Regions from separate parts of the Mus musculus genome. Here all the other regions are linked to region 6. The links are chromatin contacts, called in public ChIA-PET, HiChIP or PLAC-seq and promoter capture Hi-C maps. All regions are on one chromosome and are shown on one strand. Each heading gives the region's core, a stretch centred on a gene start, on an enhancer-like site or on the middle of the called end of the contact. The rest is flanking DNA. Distances are from core to core; before and after follow the strand shown. Region 1 holds the start of Hmgn2 (high mobility group nucleosomal binding domain 2). Region 2 holds the start of Lin28a (lin-28 homolog A (C. elegans)). Region 3 holds the start of Crybg2 (crystallin beta-gamma domain containing 2). Region 4 holds the start of Pdik1l (PDLIM1 interacting kinase 1 like). Region 5 holds the start of Rcan3 (regulator of calcineurin 3). Region 6 holds the start of Maco1 (macoilin 1). Region 7 holds the start of Cd52 (CD52 antigen).

Region 1 (2,941 bases), core at 294-2,793, 890 kb after region 6:
AGGCATGAATTATGTGGCTATAATACAGAGCCCTACAATTAAGGCGGGAATGAGAGGCTGGAGGCAGCAAACGGAATCTGCCGGGCAAGCAGGGCTGTTGAGGCCTGGCTGACTTTCTCTTAAGATTGGAGTACAGTAGCGGTGATTAATGGGGCTGGTATCTTCCAGCCCCAGGACCTGTATTCTGGGAAAGGTGCACAGGGTGGGGTGGAGGATGGCTGCCTCGGGAGCCACTGTGGGCGTGGAAAGGAGAGGCAGATCCACTGTTGTCCAGAGGCAAAGGCTGAAAAATGCTTGATTTGAATTCGCAGATGTCTGCTTTCTGCTGCCATGGCTATTACAAACTAGCTTCAACCCTTGCCTCAGAAATTAAGATGGGACCTATTTTGTGCCTTCCGCCTGAGCACCAAACACCCTATTGCAGATGTTAGCCAGTTGTGTTATGGATGTCAAAAAGAATTTAAAATTTTCTTTTTGAGATACAAGGTTTGTGTGGTAACTGCAAACGAGAGAAGGTTTTGCTTTACTGCTGCAGTTGGCCCCCTCCATCGGGTGCACTCAGCTAGCTCTAGAAGGCCGGACTTTGGGCGGGGGTGGCCTGGAAGGGCCCCTCTGCCATCACACCTGTTCATCTACTTGTTTCCTAATCTTCCGGCGCTTCCCTTCAACCGCCTTTTCCTCACGCAACCGAGAGCAAGCCAGCTCGATGGTGTGTGAGGCGGGCTTTAGCCAGCTGTGGCATCTGCAAAGCCCAGGTTCCATGGCCTCTGCTGAGTGGGGGCAGCTGGGTAGCTGCAGCCCAGACCCAGAGAGCCGAGTGGGAGGGGCGTGCTCCCGGGCTGGGGCGCCGGCTTTTCTCCACCATTCTGTGACAGGGGCCAGAGGGGATTTAAGGAAGCTACCAGGCAGATGTTGGGGGGCTGTTTAACGTTGGGGAGGCGGCTCAGCAGTAGGTGCTGAAAGGACAGCTCCTACCTGCCCCGCTGTACCCGAAAGGCATCCCTGTGTGGAAAGTCTCCCCTCCCAGCCCACACCTCCACATCCCGTGGACTGCTTTCCAGGTGAGCACACCGAGGGACTCCCCAAGGTGGCAACTCAAAAGGATGCACGTCCGACTGCGCCAAGCTTAGCCTCCCGGCTCTCAGCCCACGGGAGCCCGTGGTCCCCGGGGCTGCGGCCGGCGCGCTTCCCGCCGCCTCTGGAGCTGGGCGGCGCGGCCAGGCCTCACAAACCCCTCTGCTGGGGCCCCGGCGGGAGCAGGAAGGAAAGCGGCCGAGATGTGCCCAGTGTCGCACGGCTTGGAGAAGTGGGTAGAAGGGTTGCATAAGGTGGAAGGAACTTGGTAGTTTGCAAAAGCCAGGTCTGGGCGGGAGCGGAACCCCAAGCCTGCCGCCTCGCGCGCCCCTCATTTATTACCTCCGACTCCGAGGCGCGCCCCCTCCCCCAAGGCGCGCCGCCGTCTCGAGCGCCCTCCCCCTGCACCCCCTCCTCACTCCAGAGGAGGTGAGTTTAAACCCCGCCCACGTGACCCCAACTGGGCCAATGAGCGGCGACGGGAGGTGAAATCCGGTTCTAACCGGTCCGGGGCTCCCAGCGCTATAAAAACTTTATAAACCCCCCGGAGCCCGAGCAGTGTGAGGAAGCAGCGAGGACGACCCCCGGACGGAGCAAACCCGCGCGCCGCTGTATCCCCGTGCTCAGCGCCGACGTCCCCTGCCGCCACCATGCCCAAAAGAAAGGTACGTGGCGCGAGCGCGCGGGCGCCCCGGGACCACCGCCAGCCTCGGGCTCGGGACTCGGCGGTAGGTCGGGCGCGGCGCGAGGTTCCAGCCCGAGTCCGGCTGCGGGGCGAATCGTGCGAGGCGCGCTGCCCGCGGGCGCCAGAAGCCATATTGGAGGCTCGGTGGCGGTAGCAGGAGGAGCCATGTTGGCAGCTGTTTATCCCGCTCCCTGTGGCCGCCCGCGCCCCCTCCCCCACCGGCAGCCCCCTCCCCTCCTCCCTTCCTCCCGCGGGCGAGCGAGCGAACGAGCGGGCGATTCAAACCCGAAAGGGCGGGAAGGCGGCGCTCGGCTGGGCGGGCGGGGGAGCGCGCTGCCGCCAAAACTGCGTCCGCGAGGGGCGGGCCCGCGGCGTGGCTCCGCCCTCCCCGGCCGCCCACGTTCCGGGCGCACGAGACGCGCGCCCCCGCCCACGGCTTCCCCGAGCTCCCGCCCTCGACGGCTGCCATGGCAACGGCGCCAGGCGCCGCCTCCGGAGAGGTTTGTTTGCACAATCTGCAGCTGTTAATGCCTGGCGCTGGTGGCTCCGAGCGCCTGTGGGGCCAGGCTCCAGCTTCTCCCGCGCTCTGCGGCCAGCCTGCCCGGTCTTCCGTGCGTCTCGGACTTTAGTTGGGCCTTATCCCCGTTAAGGCTTCTTATATAAAACTTGGGTGTATGCGTTTTTAGAATGGGGTCTGACGGTTGCTGTTAAGTTCCGGTTCTCTGAGATTTGCCTCCGAGGTTACAAGTTTTGGTCTTTTTATCATTTTGTAGGCTGAAGGGGATGCTAAAGGAGACAAAACCAAGGTGAAGGACGAGGTGAGTCTTATCCATTGAGGGCAACGCACAAAGCCTTGCGTAGTAGCTACCAAGGTTCTGTGGTAGTAAATGACCACGAATTGTCTCATTAACTTTTCTTTAATGTGAAGCTGACTAGTGAGGAGACCTGTGCTTATTCCTCTTACTTTCTTTTTTAATAGCCACAGAGAAGATCTGCGAGGTTGTCTGCTGTAAGTGTATGCGTCTATTTCCTGATCTTTACCTGATACTGGGAACCACTTGGGGGCGGATCTCTGTGATCCCGTTGCATTATATATGGTGGCTGTTGCACATCTAGAGGTGTTTGCTGTTGTCCCACGTTCTGATGCTTAAGACTAAAGTGAAAGATGGCTTTTACATTGTA
Region 2 (2,978 bases), core at 159-2,658, 830 kb after region 6:
GTCCCTTTAAATGGGTTGTAGCTGTGGGGGAGGGGAACTGACCGGAGCTGGCATTGTCCAGTTTGAACTGAGCACCGGAAGTGAAGGGGCAGGGCCAGGGCCGTGCACTGAGCCCCGGGCCATTGTCCATCTCTGACCAGGGCAGTGGCCACCCCTCTGGTCCACCCTCTTTATCTTCTAGTAGGGAGTTTACCTCTTTAAATGAGAAGCCTCTCTCTATCCAGTCTTTTCACCAGTCATACTACCCGAAGGGTAGCTCAATTTAGGATGGTGACTGAGAACAGGAGGGTCTGGGAATTAGAGTGTCCCGGGTCTTGGAGGAAGTGCCTCCACCCACCAATCTATTCTCTTCCACCAACGGATGGGACAGGACGGGACGCGGCAGGCAGGGGCCCGATGAGAACACAGCTACCACAGAGGGCATTCTTCGAGGTTTCCACATGCTCTCTCAGGGAGCTGTACCTGGAAGCAACTTTAGGTGTAGGCTTAGGAGGGAGCGAAGGACTCTTTGCACAGAATCAACTAGGAGCTTGTTTCTCACTGGGACAAACCCAGAGAAACTGTTGTTGAAATTTGGAGATTGAGGCATCCAGTAGCACCCAGAGACAGGCCGAGTTTGAGAGGCAGCACCTAGGTTAAGACAGATCAGCTCGGTGGGGTCTCCAGCCGCTTCCTTGCACCCCTATCCCGGCTTCCTAATGTCCAGAACTCCAGGTCTATCTAAGCACACGGAGGTGGGGGGTGAGAGCAGGTCAGCGCCAAGCAGCCGGGTCAGCTCTGAGGCCTGAGGGGAAAGAGGGGGAGGGGCGCTGAGGGGCTGGGGGAGGGGGAGGGCTCATCCATTTCTCCCTTGACAGGTGGTTTGTGTTTCTGATTGGACAGCGCCACCAGGCTCACACCTCCCTCCCCCAACTCTCTGGAATGTATAATTATCTGCCCGGGGGGTGGGGGTGGTGTGTGTGTGTGTGTGTGTGTGTGTGTGTGTGTGTGTGTGTGTGTGTGTGTGTGGTCACGTGGTTATAAAACTACCCCCCCCCCGTTCCCCCCCACCTGTGTCCGCTTTGGATGCCCGCATTGAGTCCTCAAAGTGCAGGATCCCAAATTCTGGGGTACTGAAGACTTCCAGTGCAAAAGATCCCCATCTCCAGATGTGTGTATGTGGAGGGGGTGTCAAATCTCAAGGTTCTGGGAAGGGACACCCCAGAGGTGTCAGAGACCAGAGCAGTGGGGGAGGGCCGAAGCCAGAGCCAGAGGGAAAGGGAGGGGTAAGGAGAGAGGGGAGGGGAGGGGGCTGCCCGCGGGGGGTTGGGTCATTGTCTTTTAGAATTTGGGAGCCTTTGAAAAGCCGTGGGCCCTCCCACCGCTATTGTGCGGGGGAAGATGTAGCAGCCTCTTCTCCGAACCACCCCTTTGCCTCCGGACTTCTCTGGGGCCAGCAGCCGCCCGACCTGGGGCCCGGGGCCACGGGCTCAGCAGACGACCATGGGCTCGGTGTCCAACCAGCAGTTTGCAGGTTCGAGCTTGCGATTCAGCGGGCACACCTTAGGGTGCAGGGAGCCCAATGTCTAAATAGAAGGGAGGTGGGAAAGTGTCCCACGGACTTGTCCGCGGGACCCCCAAGTCCCTATGGCCTCCTGCTTCTGGGGGCCATCTCTGGACTAGGGAACCCTGGTGTTCCAGTGGCTTGTACACCGAGCCCGTGGGGGCGGAGGGAGAGAAGAGGAGGGGCCTGTCCCTCCGCGTGTGCACGGGCAACTTGTTGTGGGAAGACAAGCAAAACTTTTGGGGCGTCAGCATCCTCTGTGTAAGCTTGGGGAGGCAGCCAGGACAGGTTTCTTCTTACCAGCTGCTTGGTAGCTGCCTCCTCCTGGGTGTCTATCCGCGGGCTGACCACCGAGATCTCCCAGACGGGTCCCTGAGAGGGCCTGCGATCCCTTGGCCCCCAGCTGATCACCTGGCCCTCCCTATCTCCAGGTGGCTGCGCCAAGGCAGCGGAGAAGGCGCCAGAGGAGGCGCCGCCTGACGCGGCCCGAGCGGCAGACGAGCCGCAGCTGCTGCACGGGGCCGGCATCTGTAAGTGGTTCAACGTGCGCATGGGGTTCGGCTTCCTGTCTATGACCGCCCGCGCTGGGGTCGCGCTCGACCCCCCGGTGGACGTCTTTGTGCACCAGGTGAGACTCATTCTGGAACTTTGCTAGGGGAAAAAAAAGAAAAAGGCTGGGAGTTCCGAGGTACGGCCTTGGCTGGTGGCCCCTCCTGTCGGATTGGAGGAGATAAATACCCCTCATTGTGCGTCCCCATATTTTTCGGGACACCCCAGTTTTGAGTTTGTAGTAACTGCAGTTGTGCGAGGAGGCACTGCTGACTACCAGCACCCCCTCCCCGCCCCCTTCCGGGAACCCCTCCGGCTTACCACGTGTCTATTACCTCTTTCCCCTGGGAAGGGAGCAGGGGGCAGGGAGGTGACCCCATGTGGCAGAAACTAAGGTTGTATTGTGCTTGCCGGTGGGGGAGGGCCAGCAGGCCGACCAGGGAAGCACATGCAGGGCCTGAGCCGGGCGTTAGCGCCCTGAGTTCTAAAGGTCTGAGTCTAATTCATAGGGAGGAGAGAGTGTGAGCCATTTGCTACCCAACCTACGGGCGTGAACCTGCGACGTCAGGTTCTTCCCGTTTCAATGCAGACCTCAAGTCAGGTGGCCACCCAAAGCCAGGTCCTGTAGCCAGTGTAGGTTTGGCAGGTCCCGGAAGGATCAACGTGTGAGCTGAAAAGCTCCCCTAGAGGTCTGGCTACAGATCAGGGCTGGCAGGCACCTCTAGCTGTCCACCCGGTTCTGCCAGGAAGGAAGACCTTAAGATCCCAGGCCTTCATTCCTTGGCCGTGGCAATCCCAAGTTCGCAGTTAAAGAAGGGCTACACAGTAGGGAGTGAAATTCAGTGTCGAGGGGGCAGGCGGTAGAGGAAGACTGGCCTCTGGCCCT
Region 3 (2,838 bases), core at 155-2,654, 780 kb after region 6:
GATAGCATTTTGCTATGTAACTCTGGCTGGCCTGATAGCATTTATGTAGCCCACTGTGGGCTCCAACTCAAAACAAGTCTTCGTTCTCACCTTCCCAAGCAGAGGGCTGGGATTATATGCATATACTAGCATGGCTGACTGGGGTTCCCCCCAGGGTTTGCTCATTTGTTTGAGACAGGGCCTCATGTGGACCAGTGCGGCTTTGAACTCTCTGTTCCCAAAGAGGGTCTTGAACTTGTTTTTTTTTCTTAAGTTACATTTGGTGAGTGTGTGTGCCTGTATGTGTGTGCACATTCCTGCATGTGTGCATGTGTGTGCACATGTATGTGGATACTCGTGTGTGTGTGTGTGTGTCCCACGATGCACGTGAGGACAGCTTGTGGGTTGTCCCCTTCCACCATGTGGGTTGAGAAGACTGAGTAGTCAGGTTTGACTGCAGACAACCTTTGTCCACTCCCTAGCCGTGACCTTGAACTCTGATTCTCTAGCCTCTACTTCCTCTGAATGGTCAGATGATAGGCATGCCCAACCCTTCCTTTTCCCAGCTCTGGAATGTAACCTAGGGCTTCAGAGGTGCTAGGCAAACCCTCTACCAACTGGGGGACCTCTCAGCCCTGGGGTTCACTTCAGACCTTAAGGAGCAATCCTTGCTTATATCTCCAAGTATGACATAGCAAGGCTGTTTTCAGACCTAGGGACCCCAAAGACCCTGCTCACCTAGCCCCCAACAGCTATACCCAGAGTGAGACATAGGCCCACTGCCCTAATTCTCTCCCCACTCCCTACCTCCCTCCTTCCTAAGAAACTGGAAGAAACAGAACTTTGACCTGCCCTGTGGCCCAGCAGTGACTCAGGTTTTATAAGGGGGCATAGATGAAAGGGCCTGAGGCCCACAGATGTCTGACTCAACTCCAGGACCACTGCTGGTTGTTACCAGTGTCTGGGATAGAGTTTGTGGGGCCTCTGACAGCCTGTGAATAAGGATGGGGAGTCCTGGATGACCCCCAAGACTTCCTTAGCCAGGGTCAGTTGAGAGCAGACACACATGGACACCCTAGGCTCAAACTCAGCTCCTTACAACAGCCCGACCCTGCCACCCTCACTGAAGCTGTGTTCTCTCCCCTGGGATCCCCCACTTTGTCCCTTACTCAGCACCACATAAGTAGCCTCCTCCTCACAGAGTCCCCTGTCTTCATCCCCCCAGATCGCTCGTCATTGGCGGCAAGCGACAAAGCTTGAGCTCTAACCGATTTGTTCACTCATTCATTCATTCAGTGCTAATTATTTGGGGCCAAGTGCCAAGTCCTGGCCAGACTCACCCAAGGCTAGCTTTCTTAAGAAGCTGATATCCCAGGAGTCAGATGTTTGGAAGGTCCCATGGGCTTCAGCAAGGCCACAGGGAAACAGCTTGGGGGAAACTGAAGGAAGGCAGTCCGCACAGGGTTGTATTGATGACGTCCCAGCAATCAGCTCCATGCCATTCTAGGCCCAGCCCAACCCAGGGACAACACCCCCTGATGGCCATTCATTCCTTAAGCATGTGGTCATAGCTTCTGCTTGAATACTTCTAGGGACAGGGAGGTCACCTCCTGACAGTTCACATGTCCCATCCCTAGACAGTCAAGATGGCTAAGATGTTTTTCATGTGTGTTGGAATGTGCCTGCCTATAGCTCCCCACTTTTGCCTTTGTCTGGAGACACACCCCAGTAACCTAGCTACCACCCCTGCAAACACAAGGGCCTGTTCCAAGAGCCCTCTCTTCTCCACGTCTACAAGTGGATTTGCTAGCAAGGTGACCTGTGACCTCTAAGCAAGGTGTGTGGGTATGGGAAGGGAGAGGCTGAGGGGGGTGTGGGGGGAGCGTGGGAAAAAAATCTCAGCTAACCCAACAAGTCCTGGGATTCTCCCCGCTTACCTGTGAGTCACCCCCAAACTAGGCCAAACCAGTCCACAGGCCCACATGCTGCCAAACACATGGCGCATCAGACAGGCATTCACAGAGTCGAAGACCCACCACATCACACAGCACAGAAATACAGAGATACCCGCCTAGACAAACGCAGCCAGGAACACACAGCAACACACACACATGGTCACACACCAAGAGACACAAACACACAGGGGCTCTGTAGGCGTGCAAGCCACACGCTCCACTACAGAACACACAGGCACCACAGCACATGTATGCACGTATCTCCGGAACACACCCATTCAGCTCACAGCCAACAAACAAGCTCTCTCTGCTTTGCAATCCATCTGCCCTTGAATAGGAACCTGTACTTGGTGCACGCAGAGCTCACACATTCCCGCGTGCTACCCGGCTGTACTCTGCCCTTTTCCCCACATTAGTCAAACCTGCTTAAAGAACCCTCCAGCAGAGAGTGGGTCCAGAAGGACAGTGTCCCTGAGAGTCACCTCCTTCCTCTCTAGGGACCTCCTACATTCCAACTCCAGGCTGTATTCACCTAGACCCCAATCAACCAGAACCCCATGTCCCCCACCTCACCCTCCTGCCTGTTTCCCATCTGCTTCTAAAACCAGCTCACTTTCCACCCCCTCGTCCTTGTACAGACTGCCTTCCTATGCTGGGGTACCCTGGCAGCTCTCAGGGCCAGTTTGGATCACCCGTGTCCTCCTCCCTAGGCACAGAACTGGCACACCAACCCCTACCTGGACCTCCTTGCTTTGGCTTTGTTAAGGGTGCTTTTAGATCCATAGTATGTTCCACACAGCAACCACAAGTTACCCTGTGCTCTGCACAGGGCCAAAGAGACCTCTTTGCAAGGTGTGCAGCCTTAGGGGGTTTGGGGAGGTGGCTAGGGTGTAGACAGACCTGG
Region 4 (2,934 bases), core at 12-2,511, 570 kb after region 6:
TAGGAGGGGCTGGAGGACGTTACACTAGGGTGCGAGTGGGTGTTCTAGGAAGACAACTTTTGGTCAATGTGGCAGGTGTTGGTTTCCTCGCCTATGAAAGCAGCAGGGTCAGTAGTAAGGTCTTTACTTTTGGAATATGGTTCAGATTATATAGAAAGTTGCCCAGACCCCAAATATTAGTTTCATAAGCAGATGACAAAGGATGATCCTGGAGGCACTGAGATGCTTAGGGGGCAATGAAGGCAGGATCAACCTTACTAACAAGCAGTAGGTACAGAATAATAAAGAAAAGAATGGGCGTTTCTGGCAGATGCTTACTCAATCTGTGTAACTAACGACGGGCCGGCCAGTTGGTCCTGGTTTCCAAGTGACTGTCACCCCGATCTCAGGGCAACTCAGGGTTATGACTGACAACTGCTGGGGGCATTTGAAAGGTTTTGTGCACGTATTTGAAGAACTCCGGGGGACTGCAGTCCTAGGAGACCTGTTTTGTGTCCGTACACCCGCCTAAAATGGGTCCCAACTCCGGTTCAGGCCAGCTAGGCTGCGCGCCGCAGCCAGGTAGGCCACACCCTCTCTCTCACCCAGCAGGACGCCCCGATCCTCAAGGCCGGGAACAATGAGGTTCCGGCTTCTTTAAGGGAGATACCACCGCGCCGGTGGGGCAGGGGACAGCATCCTCCCAGATGATCGCACCCAGGCCCGCGTCGCTGCCTGGGCCATTGTGCCACCCGCAAACACAGCTCGGTGCCTCGGAACGTAGGTGCAGCCAGCCTCCCAGCACTGGCCGCGCCTCCCCACGGACCCGCCGCCCAGTCCCGCCACCAGCGAGGAAGATGCACCGGGCATCCGGCCCCAGCGAACCGCGCGCTCCAGCCCGCCGCTCGGTAGGTCTGAAGAGGGCGGGCAGCGTAGCCCGCCACGGGGCACGAGCACCGCCGGCTCGGGCCAGCGGCCGCAGCTTCTCTGGGGTCCCGGGACGCGCCCCCCGCTGCGGCTGAGGGCGACCGTCCCCTGCCGCCACCCCTGCAGGGCAGCATTGGTCCGCTCTGCAGCGCGCACACCGCTGGAAACGCTCGGCTGTGCGCCGCGCCAGGGCAGCGACGGAGCGCAATGGCCAGAGCCCGCGGAGGAGAGGCGGGCGCTCGCCCGGCAGCAGGCGGCGCTCGGCTTGCGCACGCGCGCTACGGCAAGCCGGAGGGGGCGGGGCCCGGCGTGAGGGGGTGTGTCCGCGCACCACGGGGGCGCGCGCCGGCTTCTGACTGGAGGCCGCCGCGGCCGAGGGCGCGAGCTGCGCGATAATGGCGGCCTGCAGAGCTCATGAGAGGGAGAAGCGGCGGCGGCTGCCCTGAGGTAAACCTGGCCCTTCGCCGTGCCACGGATGCCCCGCAGTCAGAACCGGTCTCCCTGCATGTGTCTCTGTCCCCAGCAGGCCTGTCACGGACCTCTCAGTGGAGTCATCCCCGGGAAGGCCCGGTGCTGCGCCGGCCACCGGCCGGGGACTGCGGCCTCCGTTCCCGCCCGGGCCACTCCCGGAGTCCGGTCCCCTAGGCTGCAGCCGCCAGGAGTTGAAGCGACTGCGAGGCCCGCTCAGGGGCCACGGGAGGGTCCCTCGGGGTTTCCAGGGACGGCCGCCCGGAGTGAGCTTGCTGCTTGGCCAGTGAGCGCGCCTCGGCGACAGAGCGAGCACCGCTGGCCTTACTTGTCCCCGTCCCCGGCACCAGCAGGTGCATGTCCAAGCCGCCGGTGCCCAGCCCCGGAGGGAGAATGGCAGGCAGGCAGGCAGGAGGGTCCGGGACGTGCCATCGTAAGGCGCTCGGGTTCTCGAAGGATGCTTCAGCAGGGCGTCTCTCCAGCCAGGACCCCAAGGATTTGATAGACACCGTCCTTTCTTATGCAAGGAAGGCGTTCTTCCTTGGGGGGGGGGACCTCTGGCAAGTGGGAGAGGACAGGGGACCGCTGCAGAGAAAAGAGTCACTTGGAAGTGCCTAGTAACCGGGAATCAGCACAGAGCAGGACAGAATGGCCCGCCCGGTGACAGGAAACCTGACATTGGGGAATCCAGGAAGAAATTGAAGGGTAGGCGACCAATACAAGGAAGTAACTCAGGGCAAACCTCAGGAACAGTCATTTTCTTTTAAATCTGGCCAATGAACTTAAAGTAGTCGTTCCGGGAGTCTCCGGTTCCCGGGGCAGTCACTTTGTTTACCTGGTTGTGCAATGTAAATACAATCTTACTCTTCCTGGCCGGCGAAGACAGTGACAGTGAGTGAGGGAGCGTACTGCAGACTCTCCACTCAAAAGAACATTTCTCTGTGGGGCCTGTGCTCCAGCTTGCCTTTAAATGATTTCTCAAGGTACAGCGCCAAAGGACTTTGTCAGAGGATTCCCTGTGATGTATAGGATGCTCCCCCTTTGGCCAGAAAAGACCTAGAATTAAATAACTATGCTAAACAACGATAAAAAGGTAGTTGACTTACTTCATTTTGAGGGAACAGCTCTGCAAAAACTTTATTTGTGCCCATTTTGTAAGAAACAAATAACTAAGCATGCTGGTGCAGGTCTATAACCCTAGTTTTTGGAAGGTGGAAGCAGGAGATTAGGGTCATTCCCTGCTATATAGTAAATTCAGGGGTAGCCTGAGCTACCTGAGACACTGTTGCAAACAAAACATAAGTAAGTGATCTTGACCACTTTTGGTCCATAAACCAAAGTCAGGGGTTTGCATTTCTAAGTGTGAGGGATTTTTATGTTTCACTGCTTTTGTTTGTGTGTTTTCTTCTCAAGACAGGGTCTCTCTGTAGCCCTGGGTATCCTAGAACTCCCTCTGTAGATCAGGCTGGCCTTGAACTCAGAGATCCGCCTTCCTCTGCCTCCTACACGCTGAGATTAAAGGTGTGAGCCACCACCTCTTGATGAAATTTCAAATTTCGG
Region 5 (2,700 bases), core at 81-2,580, 580 kb before region 6:
GAAGAGCAGTCAGTGCTCTTAACCATCTAGCCATCTCACCAGCCCAAGGGGAAACATTTCTATGCTTCTTGATGTGAGTATAGAAGTCACTCTCCATAATTCTTTGATGAAAAAGTGAAGAACTTGACGTGTTAAGTCAAGTTTAATCAGGAGCCTCAGGGTGGAAAGCTGCAGAAACTTCCTAAAGCAAAAGGGATACAACACTGTGATCCTGTGGGGGACACTATGGGAGTCACTCTGACGAGGATGCTATGCCCTGCATTTTGTGCCCATGACTCTCACCGAGTGACAACACTGTGTCCTTAGTTTTGACCCCCTTGTTTCATTTGTCCTATGAAGGGTCTTGCGTAAATGACAAAAGCTGATTTTCTATTTATTATTTGTTTATTATTCAGAAGGGCAGCCGTGTGGAAGTCAGAGAACACTTGCAGGAGTTCTCTCCTTCCATCACGTGCGTCCGGGGTTGGGAGCAAGGACCCTCAGAACTGAGCCATACGGCCTGGATAGCAGAGCAGAATCCTTCTAGCGGGAGCTGAGAGTTCTCCAGCTCTGTACCGTTCATCCAGTTTGTGAGCTGGAAGAGGGCACAGCTCCCTGACAGGCTGGTCTCAGCAACAGCAATTAAAATTAAAATGCCAGCCAGCCTCGGCGCTACTACTAGCCTAAACCCTGACCTAGACATAATTAATGTTCCATTATCTCCAAGGGAGATAAGCAAGACTGTGTGGAAAGGCAAACGCAAATATCATTAATATTGTACATCTGTGCTGGGTGCAATGGAGGGAGGGATGGGGCGCGCGCAGTCACACACCTGGTGACACCCATAGCACAGCCACGTCGCCATCGCCTCTACTGGGCGACGGGAGCTGCGGGGCGAGGTCGGGCACATCCGGCTGCCAGGTTCCTAGAAGGCTACCCCGGGTTAAGCTCACAGGAACCCGCCCCGAGAAGGTTCCTAGTATCCCGGCTAGCTGTTCCTGTCACTGTCACGTGAGGTCAGCAAAAAGAGAGAGAAAATGTTTCTTGGGGGCGGCGGATACCAAGGGGACATCAAAAGTCCCGTTCTGGAGGTCAAGGAAAGCCTCTGCCTTAAGAGTGCCGGCCCAGGGGGGGTGGGAAAAAAAAAAAAAAAGAGTGCCGGCCCAAGTCCCTCAAAGCCAGTGCCAGCCAGCCAAGAGGAGCAGGCGAATGCGCGCGCGCAGAACCCACCCCCGCCCCCAGAGCCCCGCCCACCACTCGGCGACTCCCGCCCACCCAGCTGTCAGCCCCGCCCTCCTGTCTGTGCGCCGGCGCAGCGCGCCCCCTGGGCGCGAGGAACCCAGGGAGGGCGCGAGGCGCGCGGGCCCGGGAGCGCGCGCGACGCTGGCAACCTCGCTCAGCCCTAGGTCACCGCCCGTGTCGCCGGCTGAGGCGGCCGCTGCGGCCCGCGTTGAGGGCGTGGTGGCTCCGGGTGGTGAGGGTCTGTCCGCCCCAGGCCGCGCTCGTGGGCATCCCCCCTCGGGCCTCTCCCCTCGAGCGCACAGGTGAGTCTCCCCTTCGCAGGGCGGGGCCGGGTCGCGGCCGCTCGGAACAGGTTTGCAGCAGCTCTGGGTGATGGATCCCCAGGATCCCTGAAAGTTAAAGCAGCCTCAGCTAGAGCAGCAGCTGCCCAGATCCTCCAGGAACCCCCTAGACGTTGCTAAGGACCAACCGCCTGATGCCCAGGATCTCCCCCAGCAGCTTCGGGGTAACGTCCTGCAAAACAACCCTCGCCCCCAGGTCCTTTCTCCTCCACCAGCAATTTCTCCACCCGCAGTTCGACTTTTTGAAAGATGTCAGGCCCAACCTGGCCCCCCCCTCCCGGAGGGCAGGGAAGGTGTGGCTAGTAAAACCCTCCTGGCAGCAGGTGGAAGCCCCACTCCCCTCTCTCCTCCCCTCCCCCAGGATGCAGGAATCCTCGTGCTTCTCTGCTTCCCTGGCATCTGGAAACTTGTCCGCTTCCTCTTGAACCCTTCAATAGCTGTCTGTTTCCAGGTTGTGGGGTTCCAGCTTCCGTGCGAAATCTCATCATCTCCTCTGGGGATTAAGATTCTAGCGGCTCACGTCCATGTTTCAGATTCAAACTAGGATTATGTAGAGTGATGTTTTATTGTAGGGTTTAAAACCAAATATATATATATTCGCGTCCCAATATTGAAGGCTATCTAGGACAATACATTTACTTGAACTTTTCGTAGAAGTCTCTCATCTACTAGTTGGCCAGAGAAGTAATTGACCATCTGTAGCTATGATTAGTGATTACTTTAAAATGTTATTTTAAGAACTGGGTGTGGCACACGTTTATAATATTAGCAAGTGGGAGACTAGTCTGGACTACATAATACGGTCCTGCCCAACAAAACAAAATAAAACCTATCTTAACACAATGCCATTACCTCTAGTCCAATATATCAATATGTAGTCCTATGAGATGGCTCAGCTGGTACAGACAGACACACTTACTGCAAAGCCTGACAGTTGGAGTTCCCGGATCCCGGGGATCAACATGGCAGGAGGAGAGAATCAGCTTTTGCAAGTTGTCCTTTGACTAATACCTGAGTGTTGCTGAGGCCACAGTCAAACACACATATAAACATTCAATAAATATATGTTAACAAAATAGTGTGCCGGGGGCGGGGGATGTCCACTGTTAAGAGCACCTACTGCTCTTGCACAGAACTG
Region 6 (2,700 bases), core at 142-2,641:
GACTCTGATATGAAACCAAATGTCTACTATGTGCTCGATTCTATTTTATAGAAATAATAACAACTAAGCAAGAAAATTGTGTAAGACATACACTAAAATGCTTCTGCCAGTAGTCAGGAGCCACCAGTGATTTGCTTCCTATGGCTACTTTCCCACACTTCCCCGGTTTTGCTATTTATTTATTTATTTATTTATTTATTATTTGTTTGTTTATATAAATTGTTGGTACATGTTACAGCCTTGGCGGTCTTCACTTCGTAGACCAAGCTGGCCTCGAGCTCAGCGATCCACATGCCTCTGCAGTGCTGGGATCAAAGTGGTGCGCCACCAACAACGCCCGGTAGTCTTTGCCGCTTAAAAACCAAAACCAAACTTATTTAGGAACTGTGTTTGTGTGGGCGTGCGTGTGGGAGGTCAGGCGGCAACTTGTAGGAGTTCCTTCTATCCGCCCACCACGTGGATTCCCGGGTTCGAACTCGGTCCTCAGACTTGGCAGCAAACGCGTTTCCCCGCTGAGCATCTCACTTGTCTTTTTGCCGTTCCGCCCTCACCGGTAAGCTACAGAGCTAGTGGGCGGAAAGAGCAAACGACCGCCTCACGCAGCCTCTGAGGCCGGGGAGGAGCCCGCGGAACCCTCAGCCTGCGCAAACCTGCGGACGTGGAGCCCGGCCACGCCGCCGCACACGCCCCCGGCAGCCCCGCGCGGCGTCGCGCGCACCCGAGGGGCCGCCCCTCTCTGGTGACGCGAACCAGGGGCGGACCCGCACAGGCCCCGCCCCACCACCTCCGATTGGTCGGCGCGCTGTCACCACGTCGCGGGAAGCTGGCAGGGTGTGTGTGAGTGTGTGTGTATGTGTGTGTGGTTTGCTTTGTCATTCGTGGCCCGGCTGACGCGGCCGGTATGGCTGCGTGCTCGGCTGCCCGCAGAAGGGGCCGCGGCGGCGCTCCCGGGACGCCCTCTTACATAAGGACGCGGCTGACTGAAGCACATGTCAGCGCAAGGTCCCCACACGCAGCGCACCACGCCGTTCGGTTCTCACACGCCAGGCGGGAGCCCGCGGCGCCGCGCCACACGGTGTACGCCGACGTGGGCCTCCCCACGGCGAGACGCAGCCCAATAACCGCGAAGCGTACCTTCGCAACAAGGCATAATATAGGATGTTATATTTATAGGGCCTATTTATAAGCCTCTATTTAACTCTTTTCTGATAGGCCCGGCCACGCGTCTAGGCCTTATCCTGATTGGTGTGTCCTTCTGTCCTTCAAAAAGGCGGGCTTAAGGGTCCGTGTTGCCTCAGCGGGCACCGGGATTGGCCGTGCGCGGCGCGGCGGCGCCTTCGATTGGCTATGCGGGCCGTCCGTCGCGGCAAAGGAGGCGGGGCGGGCGGCTGGCTGGTGCGGGGCGGGCGGGCCCCGGAATTGTCATTTCTTTGTTTCCGAAGGCGGAGGAGGCTCGGCGCCCCCCTCCTGGCCCCCTCCCCCCCGGTGCTGGCTCCATGTCTGTGTGACCGGCCGCAGGGGTAGGATTCAGGCCCGACGCGGGGCGGGCGGGCGACGGCGGCTGAGGTGAGAGGCGGCGGCGGCGGCGCGGCTCGGGCACCGGCCCCCCAGCGGGAGGATGAAGCGGCGGAACGCCGACTGCAGTAAGCTCCGCCGCCCCCTGAAGCGGAACCGGATCACCGAGGGTATCTACGGCAGGTGAGCGGCGGTGCCGGGCGTGGGCCAGCGGGTCCCGGGCGCCGCTCGGAAGGGGCCCGGCCCCGTTATGTAACCCCCCGACTAGGCCGCATGCCCGCGCCGGGGGCTCTCCTGAGGCGCGCCGCCCGCGGAGCGCCGGGCCAGCCAGCCAGCCGAGGGTCCGCCCCGGGCCACGGGGTGTGGCGAGGGCCAGGCGGAGGGCGCGGCGGGCGCGGGCGGGAGCCACGGGGCCGCCGTTGGCGGTGGTGTGTCGGGGGGAGGGGCGGCACCCCCGCGGCCCGGAGCCCAGAAGCCCGGGGGTCCCCAGCAGGCTGTGCGCTCGGTCCCCTACCGAGCCCGGGTCACGCTGGGCTCGGGGGTTGGCTGCCCGAGGCTCGTGGACGCGTGCGGCCGGGCGAGCGAGCCGCCAAAGTTAGGAGCTGCCAGGGGCGCGGGACCCTCGGGCTCGGGGCGGGGCCACGCCGGCTACTCTTCTGCGCTCTGCTGCCTCACGGGGTCCCCACCTTGGCTCGGAGCGCCCAAGGCTGATACCCCCAGATCGTGCCGGTGACACCGCTCCAGACCGCGGCTTTTCTCAGTTCCTCAGCAAACATTCTGACAATTGCAAGCAGATATTTTGCAGGGATTCTCGCCCAACTCAGGTTTGGGGATTTTTTTTTTTTTTTTAAATCCTCTGTTCATGAAGGAAAGTGGTGTCCCTTTAAATAGAAATTGAATCCACTTCTCCTGGACAGAAGGACAACAGGTTCATGGGGCATTTCGGTGACTGTCACAGCTTCCCCAAGCCCAATTTGTGTGCGGAGGTTATTTTCTGGAAATGCCTATTTCCGAGGCGAAGTAATTAGTTTACGACAGAGAGTGCTCAGCATGCGGTTGAAGGCTTTACTTGAGTCCTCTTGGCGCCTTACGGTTTAGGTCTTGCTGTGAATCTTGGAGAAAAATACAGGCGGTAGCTGATGACATCCAAGTTGTAGCATAGCTGTACACCTTACACATGCGGTT
Region 7 (2,715 bases), core at 31-2,530, 760 kb after region 6:
ACGACTTCTACATCCACTCCACTCTCTTAGCTCCCTTCTCTTGTCTGATCATTTGCTTGCCTGTGTGTTTTCAGACAGAGTCCCAGGTAGCCCAGGCTGGCCTCAAAGTCACCATTTAGATATAACTGCCCTTGATCGTCTCCTGGGCTCTACCCTGAGTTCTGGGATTACAGGGACTCAATCTTTAAAACAAAACACAATTGCCATTTATATAACAGTTGCTAGAGTTAGGCATTATCAATATACAGGGCTTTTTGGTTGTTTTGGCTTATTTTTGTTTTGAGCCAGAATATTTTTATTTATTTATTTATTTATTTATTTATTTATTTATTTATTTATTTATTTATTTATTTTTGAGACAGGGTTCTCTGTGTAGCCCTGACTGTCCTGGAACTGACTCTGTAGACCAGGTTGGCCTCGAACTCAGAAATCTGCCTGCCTCTGCCTCACAATTGCTGGGATTAAAGGCGTGCGCCACCACACCTAGCCTGAGCCAGAATCTTAACTATGTAGTTCAATCTTGGAACTTGGAACTCACTATGTAGCCCAGGCTAGCCTCAGACTCATAGAGACCCACCTGCTTCTGTCTCCTAAGAGCTGGCATGCTTTTTATTTTAATGATTTTTTTAATTGTATATGCATTGATATTTTGCCTGCATGGGTGTCTGTGTGAGAGTGTTGGACTCCCTGGAACTGGAGTTACAGTTGTGAGCTGCCATGTGGGTGCTGGGAATTGAACCTGGGTCCTCTGGAAGAGCAACCAGGGCTCTTAATCTCTGAGCCACCTCTCCTGCCCCTTGTTGGCTCTTTTTAAAGTAAGTGATTAGTCAGCAGTGTGATGTAGGGCTGCAATTCCAGAATTCAGAGGTTGAGGCAGGAGCAGCTTGAATGTAAACCCATCCAGAGTGACATAGACCATGTCTCAAAATACAAAGATAAAAAAATAAGGCTTATCACTGCAGCATACTTTTTTTTTTTTTTTTTTTTGAGGGGGATGTTAAAGACTTGTAAATTCAGCCTCAGGCCTGAGGTCTGAGTTGTCAAATCATGAAAACAAGATTCCTTCCCAGGACACAGGGCTCCAAGCCTGGAAACCATCCATCCATCCTGCCCCGTGTCTCCATGTTGCTCTGTATGCCCTGCCTGTGCTTCTTTTGAGAACTGACAACTCATCTACAGGAACCTCAAGGCTAGTTTCATCCACCCCCAGGTTTGAAAGAAGGAAGCTCCTTTCCCCGCCCCTAGGCCCTCCTTCCTCCCGCCTCCTCCCTTTCTCTTCTGCAGAAAAAGCAGCCAGGTTCAAAGTGGCCTGCAGACTGTCCTGAACTCATCTCTCAAAGCTGCTACAGAGCCCAGGAAGATTTCAGGATGAAGAGCTTCCTCCTCTTCCTCACTATCATTCTTCTGGTTGTGATTCAGGTAAGGACAGCTCCTCCTAGAGTCACTGCAGCTACCACCAGGTCTTAGCTTAATGGTTTGGTCCAGGTTCTGGGGAAGGAATGCAGGTTCTCGGTGGTGGTGGTGGGGACCCTTGCCTTCTACCACAGGGACAGAGATAGATGGTCGCCAACTGGAAACCAGGGATCTAGGAGGGCCTATATGGCTGGGTTTCTACTCCTCACAGGCGCTATCAGACTGGCCTCAGAGAGGGAAATCTCAGAAGGTGTCTGATGTGTGAAGCTACTCAGAGGGTTCTGGGTAATTCTGGATCAGGAGAGGAAGCCCTGATGAGGAGAGCCGCAGAAGTGGCCCTTTTGAGAGGGCTGGAGAGAGGTCTAATAGACTGCCATAGGTGACCGAGGGTCCCCTGCCCCTGCCATAGTGAATTGTGGGTGTGCAGGAATACAGAGACAGAAGTCTCCCATATACTCTGCAGATCAACTGCCACCCTGGGAGGCATCCTTTGTGGCACTATGTACGCAGAGAGGCCTGATTAGCACAGGGAATGGAGCCATCAAGTTCTTGATCAAGAACATCTAGACCATGCATCAAGGCAGTTTGATGGCCACCAAAACTAGTTTGATGACCATCAAGGGCAACTTCAGTTACTGCCCGATCAAGCATCAAGGACAGCTTGTCACCTGCCATCCCCACCCCACCCTCTGCCAGGGGCCTTACTCAGGCCCGTCACGTGTGATACTCTGGACCATGGTGGACTCTGATCACCAGGAGATGAGGAAACCGAGGCTCTGGGAGGGGAAGCCCACATTTGGGTTTCTGTTTCCCTCTTTGCTGGAGGATCTGGCAGCCTGAAAAGTGGTGGGAAGTTTCGAGGTGGAAGAATGACAAACATGGGGGCTGCCTTTCCCTTGCCTGTGATGAGGTGGGAAGCCAAACATCTCAACAGGGCTGATGGCAGTTTTATGGAAGCCTAGAGTTGAAGAAAGGGAACAAAGGGGCAGGAGCCCTCAACAGAAGGTTCAAATCCTACTGAGCAGCGCTTCTCTTGCAGATACAAACAGGATCCTTGGGACAAGCCACTACGGCCGCTTCTGGTACTAACAAAAACAGCACCTCCACCAAAAAAACCCCCTTAAAGAGTGGGGCCTCATCCATCATCGATGCGGGTGCCTGCAGTTTCCTCTTCTTTGCCAATACCTTAATGTGCCTCTTCTACCTCAGCTGAGGTGAAGGCGCAGCTTCTGAAGCCCCGTGCTCCACCCACTGCTGCCACCATCAGTAGCGAGAGACATCCCAACCCACGGGAAGGGTTGA

The links. Promoter capture Hi-C pulls out the DNA fragments that hold promoters and counts their contacts. ChIA-PET counts read pairs in DNA pulled down with a chosen protein or histone mark. HiChIP or PLAC-seq counts read pairs in DNA pulled down with a chosen protein or histone mark.
Region 1: a FOXA1 HiChIP or PLAC-seq map of pancreatic cancer cells shows a contact between it and region 6. The contact joins the promoter of Hmgn2 here to the promoter of Maco1 in region 6. A contact is called at or near these places in 2 of 39 promoter capture datasets (liver and pre-B cells), 1 of 484 Hi-C or Micro-C datasets (embryonic stem cells) and 4 of 115 datasets of contacts at active chromatin or transcription factors (bone marrow-derived macrophages, embryonic stem cells, memory CD8 T cells and 1 more).
Region 2: a contact with region 6 is called in a promoter capture Hi-C map of pre-B cells, with 3 times the contacts expected there. The contact joins the promoter of Lin28a here to the promoter of Maco1 in region 6. A contact is called at or near these places in 2 of 39 promoter capture datasets (liver and pre-B cells) and 1 of 484 Hi-C or Micro-C datasets (embryonic stem cells).
Region 3: a promoter capture Hi-C map of liver shows a contact between it and region 6, with 2.7 times the contacts expected there. The contact joins the promoter of Crybg2 here to the promoter of Maco1 in region 6. A contact is called at or near these places in 3 of 39 promoter capture datasets (hippocampal neurons and liver) and 1 of 115 datasets of contacts at active chromatin or transcription factors (craniofacial prominence).
Region 4: an RNA polymerase II ChIA-PET map of memory CD8 T cells shows a contact between it and region 6, with 7 read pairs. The contact joins the promoter of Pdik1l here to the promoter of Maco1 in region 6. A contact is called at or near these places in 2 of 115 datasets of contacts at active chromatin or transcription factors (memory CD8 T cells and microglia).
Region 5: a contact with region 6 is called in a promoter capture Hi-C map of pre-B cells, with 3 times the contacts expected there. The contact joins the promoter of Rcan3 here to the promoter of Maco1 in region 6. A contact is called at or near these places in 4 of 39 promoter capture datasets (the SN4741 cell line, hippocampal neurons, liver and 1 more) and 3 of 115 datasets of contacts at active chromatin or transcription factors (embryonic forebrain, fetal liver and regulatory T cell precursor).
Region 7: an RNA polymerase II ChIA-PET map of memory CD8 T cells shows a contact between it and region 6, with 13 read pairs. The contact joins the promoter of Cd52 here to the promoter of Maco1 in region 6. A contact is called at or near these places in 1 of 39 promoter capture datasets (hippocampal neurons) and 1 of 115 datasets of contacts at active chromatin or transcription factors (memory CD8 T cells).

What each region holds. Positions count from the first base shown.
Region 1 is chr4:133,966,593-133,969,533 of GRCm38.p6, reverse strand. Hmgn2 (high mobility group nucleosomal binding domain 2) reads left to right here and starts at 1,543. Exons shown (of 6, transcript NM_016957.3): 1 at 1,543-1,739; 2 at 2,533-2,577; 3 at 2,739-2,768. The coding sequence starts at 1,725. It overlaps Dhdds (dehydrodolichyl diphosphate synthase), which reads left to right. Exons shown (of 9, transcript NM_001362959.1): 9 at 1-506.
Region 2 is chr4:134,017,246-134,020,223 of GRCm38.p6, reverse strand. It overlaps Lin28a (lin-28 homolog A (C. elegans)), which reads left to right and starts at 1,408. Exons shown (of 4, transcript NM_145833.1): 1 at 1,408-1,513; 2 at 1,975-2,171. The coding sequence starts at 1,483.
Region 3 is chr4:134,067,018-134,069,855 of GRCm38.p6, reverse strand. Crybg2 (crystallin beta-gamma domain containing 2) reads right to left here and starts at 1,404. Exons shown (of 20, transcript NM_001162970.1): 1 at 1,320-1,404.
Region 4 is chr4:134,285,580-134,288,513 of GRCm38.p6, reverse strand. Pdik1l (PDLIM1 interacting kinase 1 like) reads left to right here and starts at 1,261. Exons shown (of 3, transcript NM_001163794.1): 1 at 1,261-1,353.
Region 5 is chr4:135,432,435-135,435,134 of GRCm38.p6, reverse strand. Rcan3 (regulator of calcineurin 3) reads left to right here and starts at 1,330. Exons shown (of 5, transcript NM_022980.4): 1 at 1,330-1,523.
Region 6 is chr4:134,852,036-134,854,735 of GRCm38.p6, reverse strand. It overlaps Maco1 (macoilin 1), which reads left to right and starts at 1,391. Exons shown (of 11, transcript NM_025382.6): 1 at 1,391-1,698. The coding sequence starts at 1,619.
Region 7 is chr4:134,093,638-134,096,352 of GRCm38.p6, reverse strand. Cd52 (CD52 antigen) reads left to right here and starts at 1,280. Exons shown (of 2, transcript NM_013706.2): 1 at 1,280-1,419; 2 at 2,453-2,715. The coding sequence starts at 1,369. The coding sequence ends at 2,626.